Linked DNA regions of Mus musculus: region 2 is linked to region 1. A link is a contact called in public HiChIP or PLAC-seq data. All regions are on one chromosome and are shown on one strand. The core of a region is the stretch at or near the end of the contact, and the rest is flanking DNA. Distances in the headings are between cores, read along the strand shown.

Region 1 (5,253 bases), core at 1,986-4,485:
CTGGACAGGTCTGACGGGAAGACACCCAGCATGCCCTCCAACTAACTAGAAACCCACAGTTTCTATTTAGAGGCTAAACTTCCAAATGGACAGCTGCAACCAGGGTGCTGCTGCCTTGCATTTCAGGGAGGGGGGGCTGAGCAAAGGGCCACGATGCCACTAACCTTCTATGTGGCAGATCTGGATGTTCTGTGTGTAAGGCAGGGTGGAGATGTAGATCTTGGCACCAGATGTCTGCTTCAGAAAACTCACGTACCGTCCCTGCTTGCCAATCAGTCGACCAACTAAGTGCTTCCAGGGAAAGAGAGAGATGAGGGTGACAGGAACCCAGCTCCTCGAGGCCCGAGGACCCAGGCTCAGTCAAGCCCACACTGTTACTGTCAGCATGTAGTTTTCAGAACTGTTCTAAGCACTTACATTCACTTATAGGACCTATGGTCAGACAACTTTATCGTCTTACACATGAAGAGAAACAGGCTGAGACATGCTCCGGAACCCACCCAAGACCACACAGCTGCTCAGCAGCTGAAAGGGACAGCCTGGCCTGGGACTCAGCATCTCATCCCAACCATATGGCCCAGACCCAGAATATCACAGCACCCCTCCTACGCGCGCGGGCACACACACGCTGAATGATCCACTGCTATAAGAGTTGACTCAAATTCTGAACATCCATCCTTGCCCCTCACTCAGGGCCACAGACAGAGGAACTTGGTTGGACAGTGAAAGCCCGAGAACATGCAACACTCCCACCCTACCACTAACAGCATATACAAGTGCCCAGTGCACCAGAGTTCACGGCAAACAGAAGACGCCAGCCGTAAGCATAATGTAAGACAAGCTCCTCAACAATTCTTAATGACCCCAGCCCTGGAGGGTGGCAAGGGACACGGTCCCTACTCACCCAGGGCCTGCCTCACTATGCCCTCTGTGACCACTGAGGGCAGGACTGATAACAAGGTCACGAGGGAAGGAAACTACCATGGGAGCCAGCAGCCCGGGGTCAGCAGAGGAGTCTTGACCCAAAGTTCAGACTGAGTCTCCCCAGCTCAGCATGGAGCCAAGCGCCCTGGGATTCGGTAGTCTGCCAATTACTTCTGAACCCCGGCGATAAACACTAATAAGTTGTTAAGTTCTAACAGCAAGGGGCTAGAAAACTACTCAGGCGCTGGGGGCTGGTGAAGCACCAGCCATTCATACAATGCACAATGCAGTTAAAACAATGTTTTTAAAAACCAGCACGGGAAAATTAAATTGTTAAATATTTAGAAGTATTAATTAAGACACCACAATCTTGGCTTGTTTAGTAATCACAGGGTGTGAGGTGAGGGGAATGAGCATGCTCACACACAGCCGCTCAGGGCGGGCTGCCTGCCTGCCTGCCTGCCTGCGCTTCTGCCCCAGGCTCTCTGGATTTTACAGCAGCTGAGCTCAGCTAAGTCATCTAGACACCTTTACAGTGAGGAGCAGGGAGGCTCTGGCGCTCACTCCTCCAACTGATGTTTTCTAGCATTCAGGGAAGACCGAGCCCCAACCCACACAGAGCAGCCTGGAGGACCCAGAAAGCAGGGAAGTGAGGGAAGATGGTCTTCCTGCAGCTTCCCAGCTTGGTCCATCTAATGGAATTCGCTGGCATCCTTTAACCCTGTCACTGAGGGAACTTTGAGCTCCCACAGAATCCAGGGTACAGGGAGGTCACTGCCCTTACCTTTGGCACCTCGATCTCCCAGATGATAAGGTCAACCTTCTTAGGGTTGGAGCCTGCCTGGACACTCTGGGGGCTATCGGGCTTGGTAAGCCCGCAACAGCTATCCACTGAATCCATACTGTTCCCGTCAGAACCTGCAGGGGAGGAAGTGACATATATACACACACACACACAGACACCAGCTCAGCCGTAACTATCAAAGCTTCCCAAATTTACAATTCTGGGGGGTCCTGCACACATATACCCCTCTGCAAGCTTGGCAGACACCACAGACTAGAAGGCTCAGGCAACCCAATGAAAGGAGGCTTAGCGTACTAAGGCACCTAATTTTAGCCCGTCACTAAACAGTCCTGCTTGCTTATCTGGCAGCCGTGCCTAGCCACAGCTGCTAGGACAGACACACACGTGGTAAGCTAGGAAGAGGTACACTCTATACCCAGGGAGGGGCTTATACAGGGTATATCGGGGAAGGGAGCCAACAAGATGACTCACAGATCTACATAGTTCCAGAAGCAAGCCTTGACCTTCTTGTCACAATCACCTTAATCCCTTTCCAAATGTCCCAGCCCCTCAGACCAAGGATCTCTAGTCTCCAAGGACAAGGCTTCGGGGAGAGGGTGTCCTGGGTATGTTGGGCAATCACAGTAAGATAGCCTTCTGAGGGTCCCATTTCTCCGGCCTGCTGAGGGCCTGCTAATCTCTGCCAGGTAAAAACAAAGGCAGGTGGGCCTCCTTCCTTCCCCTTTTGGGACAGGCTTGTGAAGCTCTGAATATGGGATGATTCAAAAGGCCCTTGGTGAGAGAAACCAACGCTTACTCCAAGAGAACAGTGGAGAATGTGACTCTGGAACCAACTTAGGCCACTCAACTCTTCCATAGGACATGACAAAAGGAAGAGGAGAAGGAGGAAGAAGAAGAGGAAGAGGAAGAGGAGATCAAATAAACACCAGGGACATCCAGGGCAAGTTAGGAGATACGGCCCTGGCTGAAATACCAAACTCAATGGGGCCTGAAACACATCACTCCTGTAAGCCTATTTCCCACCTGGTTTCCCCAAACTCAGGACATGATTCTTTTCCAAGCAATCCATACACTGTCTGGATATAAAAGACTATGCCTGCCGGGCGGTGGTGGTGCACCCCTTTAATCCCAGCACTCAGGAGGCAGAGGCAGGTGGATCTCTGAGTTCGAGGCCAGCCTGGTCTACAAAGTGAGTTCCAGGACAGCCAGGACGACACAGAGAAACCCTGTCTCGGAAAAAAAAAAAAAAAAAAAAAGACTATGCCACTCTCCACCCCTAGACAAGGAAGAGACCTCCAAGGTGATCTCCCTCAAGTGACCTCCCTCAGCACGAGACTTCCGGCAGAGGACATCACCCACCCACACGAGAAAGCAGCACCTTGGGCGGCCATCTTGAAGTAAAATAGGCTGGTGGGGGATTTTACCACAAAGCCCCTAACCTCTGTCCAAGAGAACTAGACTAGCCAATACCTGCGTGTCAGTGGCTCCCAGGAGTAACTCAGAGCCACGCCAGGCCTTGTTCCCAGCCCAGCCCCTTACCTCCGGCCTCTAGGGAAGCACACAAGCAGGGTTAAGGCTAACCTGAAAACACCAGTGTGGCTTGGCACCCGCTGAACACGCCCCAGTCACTACCCCCAGGCTATGACTGATGGGCTACCCTGCCTCCCCACCCATTGATTAAGGTCTCTTCTCTAGAGCTATGCTCAGAAGCCTCAGGCATCCACACAGCTACAAACCTGAGGGGCTCATTCATTACAATAATGGGCACCGGACAAATAGAAAACTCTTTATTCTTTATTCTTAAAATATTTTTAAAAGCCTTCCTTTTTGCCCATTTTAAGATGCAGATCTATCTTTCTTTTATTTTTTAATTTAACTTTATTTTTTTTATTTTTTTATTTTTTTGGTTTTTTGAGACAGGGTTTCTCTGTATAGCCCTGGCTGTCCTGGAACTCACTTTGTAGACCAGGCTGGCCTTGAACTCAGAAATCCGCCTGCCTCTGCCTCCCGAGTGCTGGGATTAAAGGCGTGCGCCACCACGCCCGATCATTCTTTTTTTTAATCTTAGCCTTTTAGCACTATAGCATAAGATGTATAATACATTATCTGGCCTCCACAGTTACAATGGGCAGAAAGAAGGTACTTCCTTTTAGAGGTATGTTAAGTCACCATGGTCTCAAGTCTCAAGCAACAGCATCTTGGGTGTAAAAATCCCGAAGTGTGGTACCCCCACCCCAGATTCTAATGACAATAGTAAAACACCCGAGACAAATGCCCAAGCTTCCTGGACGAAACCGGTTGGGAACACTCCGGGCCAAACAAGCCATGACCTGCTTGGAGGTCACTAGGAGAGAACACACCCCGGGGAGCTGCAAAGCAGGGTCAGGAGCTGCTGCTGACCTGTAAGTTAGCGGTCTGAACTGTCTACGCTGGCTGGGGTCAGCACTCGAAAAACCCAGTGCACCCTCCGTTACCAAAGTGCCCTCTTTCCTGGGGTGGAGCTGCAACTGCACAGAGAAAGGACGGCTGAGGCTCTGCAAAGGAGGCGATCACAGCAACAACCGCAGACAGCTCGAGCCTCCCACCAGCGCTCGAAGCTGCGGCTGTCCTGGGTGAACTTACCCTTCGAGGGCTTCTGAGGAGAGCAGGTGGAGACACGGAACAAGCACATAAGTAAAGGAAGTCGGCCATTAAGAGATGCTCACCCATTCCTGGCACTTGGGAGGGACCACTAAGGAGGCCCCAAAGGCCCCTCCAAGGGCATGTGTCCAAAGGAGAAGAGGCACTAAGGCTGACTGGTGGACCCAACAGACGTGGTCCCTTCTAAAGGTCTGGGGAGGTTCCCTGGCTAGTGAACCCACGGACAACTCTCATAGCCATTAGGGTCTCATGTGATCACCTGACTTCTCGGGTATCCATCTGTACAGGTGGCTGGATAACACAGGGATGGGCAGCATTGTTTTGTTGCACAAGTGGCAGAAGGTAAGGGTGGCCAGTAGCTTGTTGCCTTCTAGCAAATAATGGGACCCCTCCCAGATTCATCAAGAAAGCACCCCAAGACCTTCCTACCTCCTGAGTGATCTGCTTCTGTATCCATGGTCCATCCATCCTCGGTCCCTAAGTCTGACAGCTCCTCCTTCAGCACCCCGTTGCTGAAGGGCTGAGTACTGACTGGCAGTGGTGGGGTCATAGCTTTGTCTCCGGAGCTTGAGATGGTCTCTGTGCAAGAGTCTTCAAGCCCCGAAGTACTGACAGGATCTGAGCACTGCCCCAAGGAGCTAACTGAAAGGACACTCTGGCTGTTGTTGGCCATACAGGCGACAAAGTTGTCATCACCTCTCGGGTTACTTGCCCCCTCCAGAGACTGCCTCTGGGGGGTGACTGGCGGTGGGCAGGGAGCCAGGGAGATGTGATGTGCAGAGTTCTTTGGCTTCTGGTCCTTGGTGGGGCCTGACAGAGGGCTGCTGAGACAGCTTACATAGGTCTTTGGTGGCAGAGCTTCTGCTGAAGGGCTGGCAGTGGCA
Region 2 (5,253 bases), core at 1,363-3,862, 180 kb after region 1:
ATGTCAAGAGATGACCCAGCATGGTAGCTAGCCACTACCAGCTTGGTGATTGATTACAGGGTTGAGGTCAGCCCAAGACTTCTGTGAATCCTGTCTACAGATGATGGTTCAATTCCAGCTCCAGTTGAGACCTAGTGCAATTTCCCTGCAGATGAACACATAGCTGTGCTTTAGGCTGATGCACCCGTGTCCTGTGACGGCAGGACAGGGAGGCTGTGTGCTCGAGACCCATCTAGACCTTGCCCTGTTTGTGTCTTTATTTGACTGCTTCTGATTCTTTTTCTTTTGAATAAAGTTCAAATCATAAGTGCGACATTGTCCTGCCTTTTGCAAAACGACCAAAATGGGAGGGAGGCAGGTCACAGTCTCTACCAGGATTTGCAGGTATTCGGCAGTGTGTGGAGCCTGAGGCCAGGCAAAGCATGGGGAAGGGGGGCGGCGGGGGTGGAGGTACTATGTCCCTTAACATGGGGCACCACACTTAACTCTAAAATGGCTGGCGTATTCTCCCTGTGCAGTACAGCGGTGCTGCTGGGACAGAGGGACCTGCAAGGATGAGCAGCCGCAGCCGGTGGCTCGCATCAGTTCTTTTAACAAACCATTCCTTAGATTTGCTTCTTCACTTAGCCTGGGAAGACCCGCAATGTCAGAGACTCTTTAGAGATGCCATTTCATCTGTCCCGGAACACTGTCATTCAGATAAGACTCAAGAGTGGTAACTCAGTCAAGGCAAGCCATGTGTGTGAATGTGGAAATGTGTCCATGTGAGTGTAGGTGCACCCTGAAGTCTGGAAGAGAGCTGGGGTCCTCTGGAGCTCTGGGTGCTGATGAGCCCCACTACACAAGTACTGGCAAGAGGGGGAAGCTTAACTGCTGAGCTAGCTCTTCAGCCCCAAAGGCGGGGCTATTGTTTGAAACAGTCTCCTTTAACCCACACTTGAACCTGCGAGTGACCTAAGATCCCTCATCCCCCTGCTTCCTCCTCCCAAATGCTGGGAACAACTTTAAAGTTGTCTGTGGTCTATTAGAGTGACCCCTGGTGGAGATTGTGTCAGGGTGGAAACAAGTGTGTGTTAAAATGAACATTGAAGTTAGCACTGCGCGTGCGTCTGAGAACTCATGACAAGGTGCATGACGCTTGTCGCAGGGAATGAGGCAGCCAAGCTGACCAGATAAGAGGAAGGACAGGGTTGGGAGGTGGGGTGGGGATGCTACAGACAAACAAGGCCGGTCTTGGCCAGCTCCAGCAGCCTGGGGAATCCCTTATGGCAAGCACAAAGCACTTTTGCCCTTTCACAAAAGGAGTTAGAACACCTTCGAAGAAAGCCTTCCCCCATTCCAAGATCACCCCAAGAAGGAGAGAGAGGAGAAAACCAAGCAATGTCACAACCACTTCTTGGCACCTTTATCCCCACATGGTCAGGCCCTGTTAAACATCCTTGCAGCCATAGATAGGCGTGTTTTGCTACACTAGGAACTATGTTCGCAAAAGACATGGTTAAATCATTAACATTTGGTTTTGATACCCCTTCCCTTCTGTGGAGATAGGGAGGAAGTACCCTCAAAAGGAGAGATTCAAGGTCAACCTCAAAAGGTTCATCATAATAAAGGGAAGAGGGTCACCACATAAATATTCATGACAACTTCTTTAAAGGCCTGGGGGGGGGGGGATGGCTCAAAGAGTAAGGGAACTGGCGTTCGGGCCTAAATGGTCAGAGTCCCGTCCCTGGGAGCCATGAGCTAGAAAGAGGTGAATCCATCCTCTGACCTCCACATGTGCACCCACACACAAAATGAATAAATAAATATCAGAAACGTCTTTACAATCCTCAACACAGAGCCGAGGAAGCTGCTTCTAGCCTTCTGGCAGCCCGCTTGGCTGTCCTTGGCGTGTCTACTTTATCTGAGCTTGGCTCGTGATACTTCAGTTCACAGATTGAAAGAGCTTGCTGCTCTTGCAGAAATCTGGAGTTCCACTCCTGGCACCCACATGGGCTCACAAACACCAGTATCTCCGGTCCTGGAGGATCCAACTGTCACTGGACTCCATGGGAATGAGATGGGGATGTGCAGATAAGTGGATATCAGTCTTACAAAGAAGAAAATAGGCTTTTAAGCAAGGCATTAGTGGAGAGAAGGATGCCTTGGAAAAAAACCAGTACACACCCAAGTCCTGGGTGTGGGTGCTCAAGAGAGACCTGTTCTTACCTGCCAACAATAGCCAAGTATACTGTTTTGGTGGCTCTGGGAGTTATCATTCAAAGTGTTTCTAAGGAAGCTATTATCAGAGCATAGGAAAGTCCTGAAGGGCACTGGGCAGAGATAAGGCAGAGCTGTAAATGGTAGCAATGAAAGAATCCTTACCGTGGTGTGTCACAAGGGATAGTAAACAAAGCTTATAATCTTTACGAGAGTCTAAGGATGTTACAGGGCAACTCTCTAGATCAAGTGTGCTCAGAGGGCCAGTGAGATGGATCAGTGGGAAGAGATGCTTGCTGCTGAGCCTGCGGAGCCTGTGACCCACGTGGCAGGAGAGAGCTGATTTCTGCTGGTTGTCTTCTGACTTCTGTGTGTGCCTCGTGCCCCACCCTCGTGGACTACGCTCACAGCCTTGGTTGCTTAGCAAGATCTGTCAAAAAGGAGAGGGGAGGAGGGAGAGAGGAAGAAGGAGAGAGCACTCACCTACACATGCAGGCAAGGCAAGAAAAATAAGGGTGTGTGTAGCTCCTTTAGCAGATCGCCTGCTCAGATTGTAAAAGGACCTGGTGGCGCAGGCCTTTAGTCTCAGCACTCTGGAGACAGAGACAGGCAGATCTCTCTGAGTTTGAGGCTAACCTGGTCTATATAATAAGTTCCAGGACAGACAGGGTTGCTATCCAGAAAAATATTGCCTTTAAAAGAAAAAAAAAAAAAGCGCAAGAAGACTTGAACCCTTAGAACTAAACCTGGCATGATATTGCTTATATTCCAGGGCTTGGATGGTGAATACAATACAATAAAATACAATACAACACAACACAATACAATACAACACATTATCCTTGGCTGTGCAGGGAGCTAGAGGGGTTAATGCAGAGCTTTTACTTTAAGAGTCATAGGTAACATCTGTGGAGCCCGTGAAAAGTATATTTAATTTTACAATAGAAACAGGACTTGTTTTGCTTTGTTTAAAAAAAATGGGTTTTTGATGCACCATGTTATAGCCTCAAATTCACTATCTTCCTGCCTCAGTTTCCTGAGTGCTGAGACTGTAGATGTATGCCCTCTGTGGTGGTTTGAATACGAATGGCTACTGCCACAGGCTCATATATTTGAAGGTTTAGTCACTAGGGAATGGAACTGTTTGAAAGGAAAGGATCAACAGGTGTGACTAGGCTCAGGTTCTCTCTCTCTCTCTCTCTCTCTTTCTCTCTCCCTCTCTCTCTCTCTCTCTCTCCCTCCCTCCCTCCCTCTCTTCCCTTTTGGATCAGGCTCCAGGATATCATGCTCCCTGCCGTGACAACAATGGAGGAATCCTCTGACGCTGCAAACAAGCCCCCAATCAAATGCTTCCTTTTTATAAGAGTTGCCTCAGTGGTCATGGTGGCTCTTCACAGCAATAGCACACTGACTAAGACACCGTTCTACTAGGCTAGCAGAACCTTACTGGCAAAGTTCCAAGACAACTCAGGACACCACATTCCAGAGTGCCAGAGTCAGGGCGTTGGTGTTTGTATGTCTTCTTTCTGGCCTTTCTCTCACCTCTTCTAAAGCAACTTGTATTCAACTAACTGTGAGAGGATCCATAGAAACGACCTCATCTAATGTCTAAAAAATATTATTTCGAGCCGGGCGTGGTGGTGCACGCCTTTAATCCCAGCTCTCAGGAGGCAGAGGCAGGCGGATTTCTGAGTTCGAGGCCAGCCTGGTCTACAAAGTGAGTTCCAGGACAGCCAGGGCTAAAAAGAGCAGTGTCTGCTCTTCCAGAGGTCCTGAGTTCAATTCCCAGCAACCCATAGTGGCTCACAACCATCTGTAATGGGATTGAATGCCCTCTTCTGTTGTGTCTGAAGGCAGCTACAGTGTACTTATAAATACATAAATATATCTTTTTAAAAAAGAATTAAAAAAAATCTAAAGCCCTAGTCTGGCTTCTAGGGCACCTGCACTGACACTCACACAACTGTGTACAGACAGATGTACAGCCACATGAACATAATAATGTAAATCCTGTCACACACACACACACACACACACACACACACACACACACACACACACACTGACGCACACTGACGCACAAACATCTAAATTTACTACAGAAACAGGAAGTGTTAACTGTGCAGTCCCTCCCAGAGTAACACTCTAAGAAATGTCAACAGAAAGGTTGGCCTGCCCCTGGATGCTTGTGGCTGCTGTGTAACTGAACTTTGTCCTATGAGCCCAATGGCTGGGTGGATCAGTTTCTAGTTCCCCGTTTCTTCCTTCTTTCTAGTGACGCATAATGAGTCTGTTTCAAGATAGACCTTTAAGCACACTCCAGCAGTGCCCGGGAGTGACTTCTTCTCCGTCACTTGCCTGGAAGGCAGCCAGCAAAGCAGCCGGAGGTCCAGATGCCACAGGATTGGGAGGAAAAGAGAATTTTGCCTCTGGACACTGAAAGTAGGTCAGAAGTCACTGCTAGAGTTCCAGTTTACTGCTGCCTTCTCATATTGGTGTTTGAACATAGGGGCGTGGACATATTAGGGGAGCATCCGCTATTACTGAGTGACATTCCAGGGATGCTTTGTTTATTTATAAGATTTATTTATTTACTTATTTTATGTATATGAGCACACTGTAGCTGTACAGATGGCTGTGAGCCACCGTGTGGTTGCTGGGAATTGAATTTACGACCTCTGCTCTCTCCAGCCCTGTTCACTCCAGCCCAAAGATTTACTTATTATCATTATAAATAAGTACACTGTAGCTGTCTTCAGACACACCAGATGAGGACATCGGATCTCATTATGGATGGTTGTGAGCCACCATTTGGTTGCTGGGATTTGAACTCAGGACCTCTGGAAGAATAGCCAGTGCTCTTAACCGCTGAGCCATCTCTCCAGCCCGGGATGTTTTATTTTTGAGACAGAGTCTCACTGATTCGTCCAGGCTGGCCTTGAACTCACTCTGTGCTCCAGGCAGGCCTCAATCTCACTCTGTGGTCCAGGCAGGCCTCAATCTCACGCTCTAATCCAGACAGCTTGTAAACTTCCTGCCTCAGTTTCCAGAATT

What was found. HiChIP or PLAC-seq counts read pairs in DNA pulled down with a chosen protein or histone mark.
Region 2: a contact with region 1 is called in an H3K27ac HiChIP or PLAC-seq map of embryonic stem cells, with 10 read pairs. The contact joins two enhancer-like sites. A contact is called at or near these places in 3 of 484 Hi-C or Micro-C datasets (cortical neurons and embryonic stem cells), 2 of 115 datasets of contacts at active chromatin or transcription factors (both in embryonic stem cells) and 2 of 9 other capture datasets (adipose tissue and embryonic stem cells).

What each region holds. Positions count from the first base shown.
Region 1 is chr11:88,839,461-88,844,713 of GRCm38.p6, forward strand. It overlaps Akap1 (A kinase (PRKA) anchor protein 1), which reads right to left. Exons shown (of 11, transcript NM_001042541.1): 2 at 4,799-5,253; 3 at 1,709-1,842; 4 at 165-291. Among named protein-coding and RNA genes, the nearest start is that of 4930556N13Rik, 9.5 kb to the right of the region's middle. Within about 2 kb of position 3,236, at least 41 of the 459 cell types and tissues checked have an H3K27ac peak or open chromatin away from gene starts, as enhancers often do. A contact at or near this core is called in embryonic stem cells, where this site is marked.
Region 2 is chr11:89,019,984-89,025,236 of GRCm38.p6, forward strand. It overlaps Trim25 (tripartite motif-containing 25), which reads left to right. Exons shown (of 9, transcript NM_009546.2): 9 at 1-310. Among named protein-coding and RNA genes, the nearest start is that of Gm11496, 23 kb to the left of the region's middle. Within about 2 kb of position 2,613, at least 77 of the 459 cell types and tissues checked have an H3K27ac peak or open chromatin away from gene starts, as enhancers often do. A contact at or near this core is called in embryonic stem cells, where this site is marked.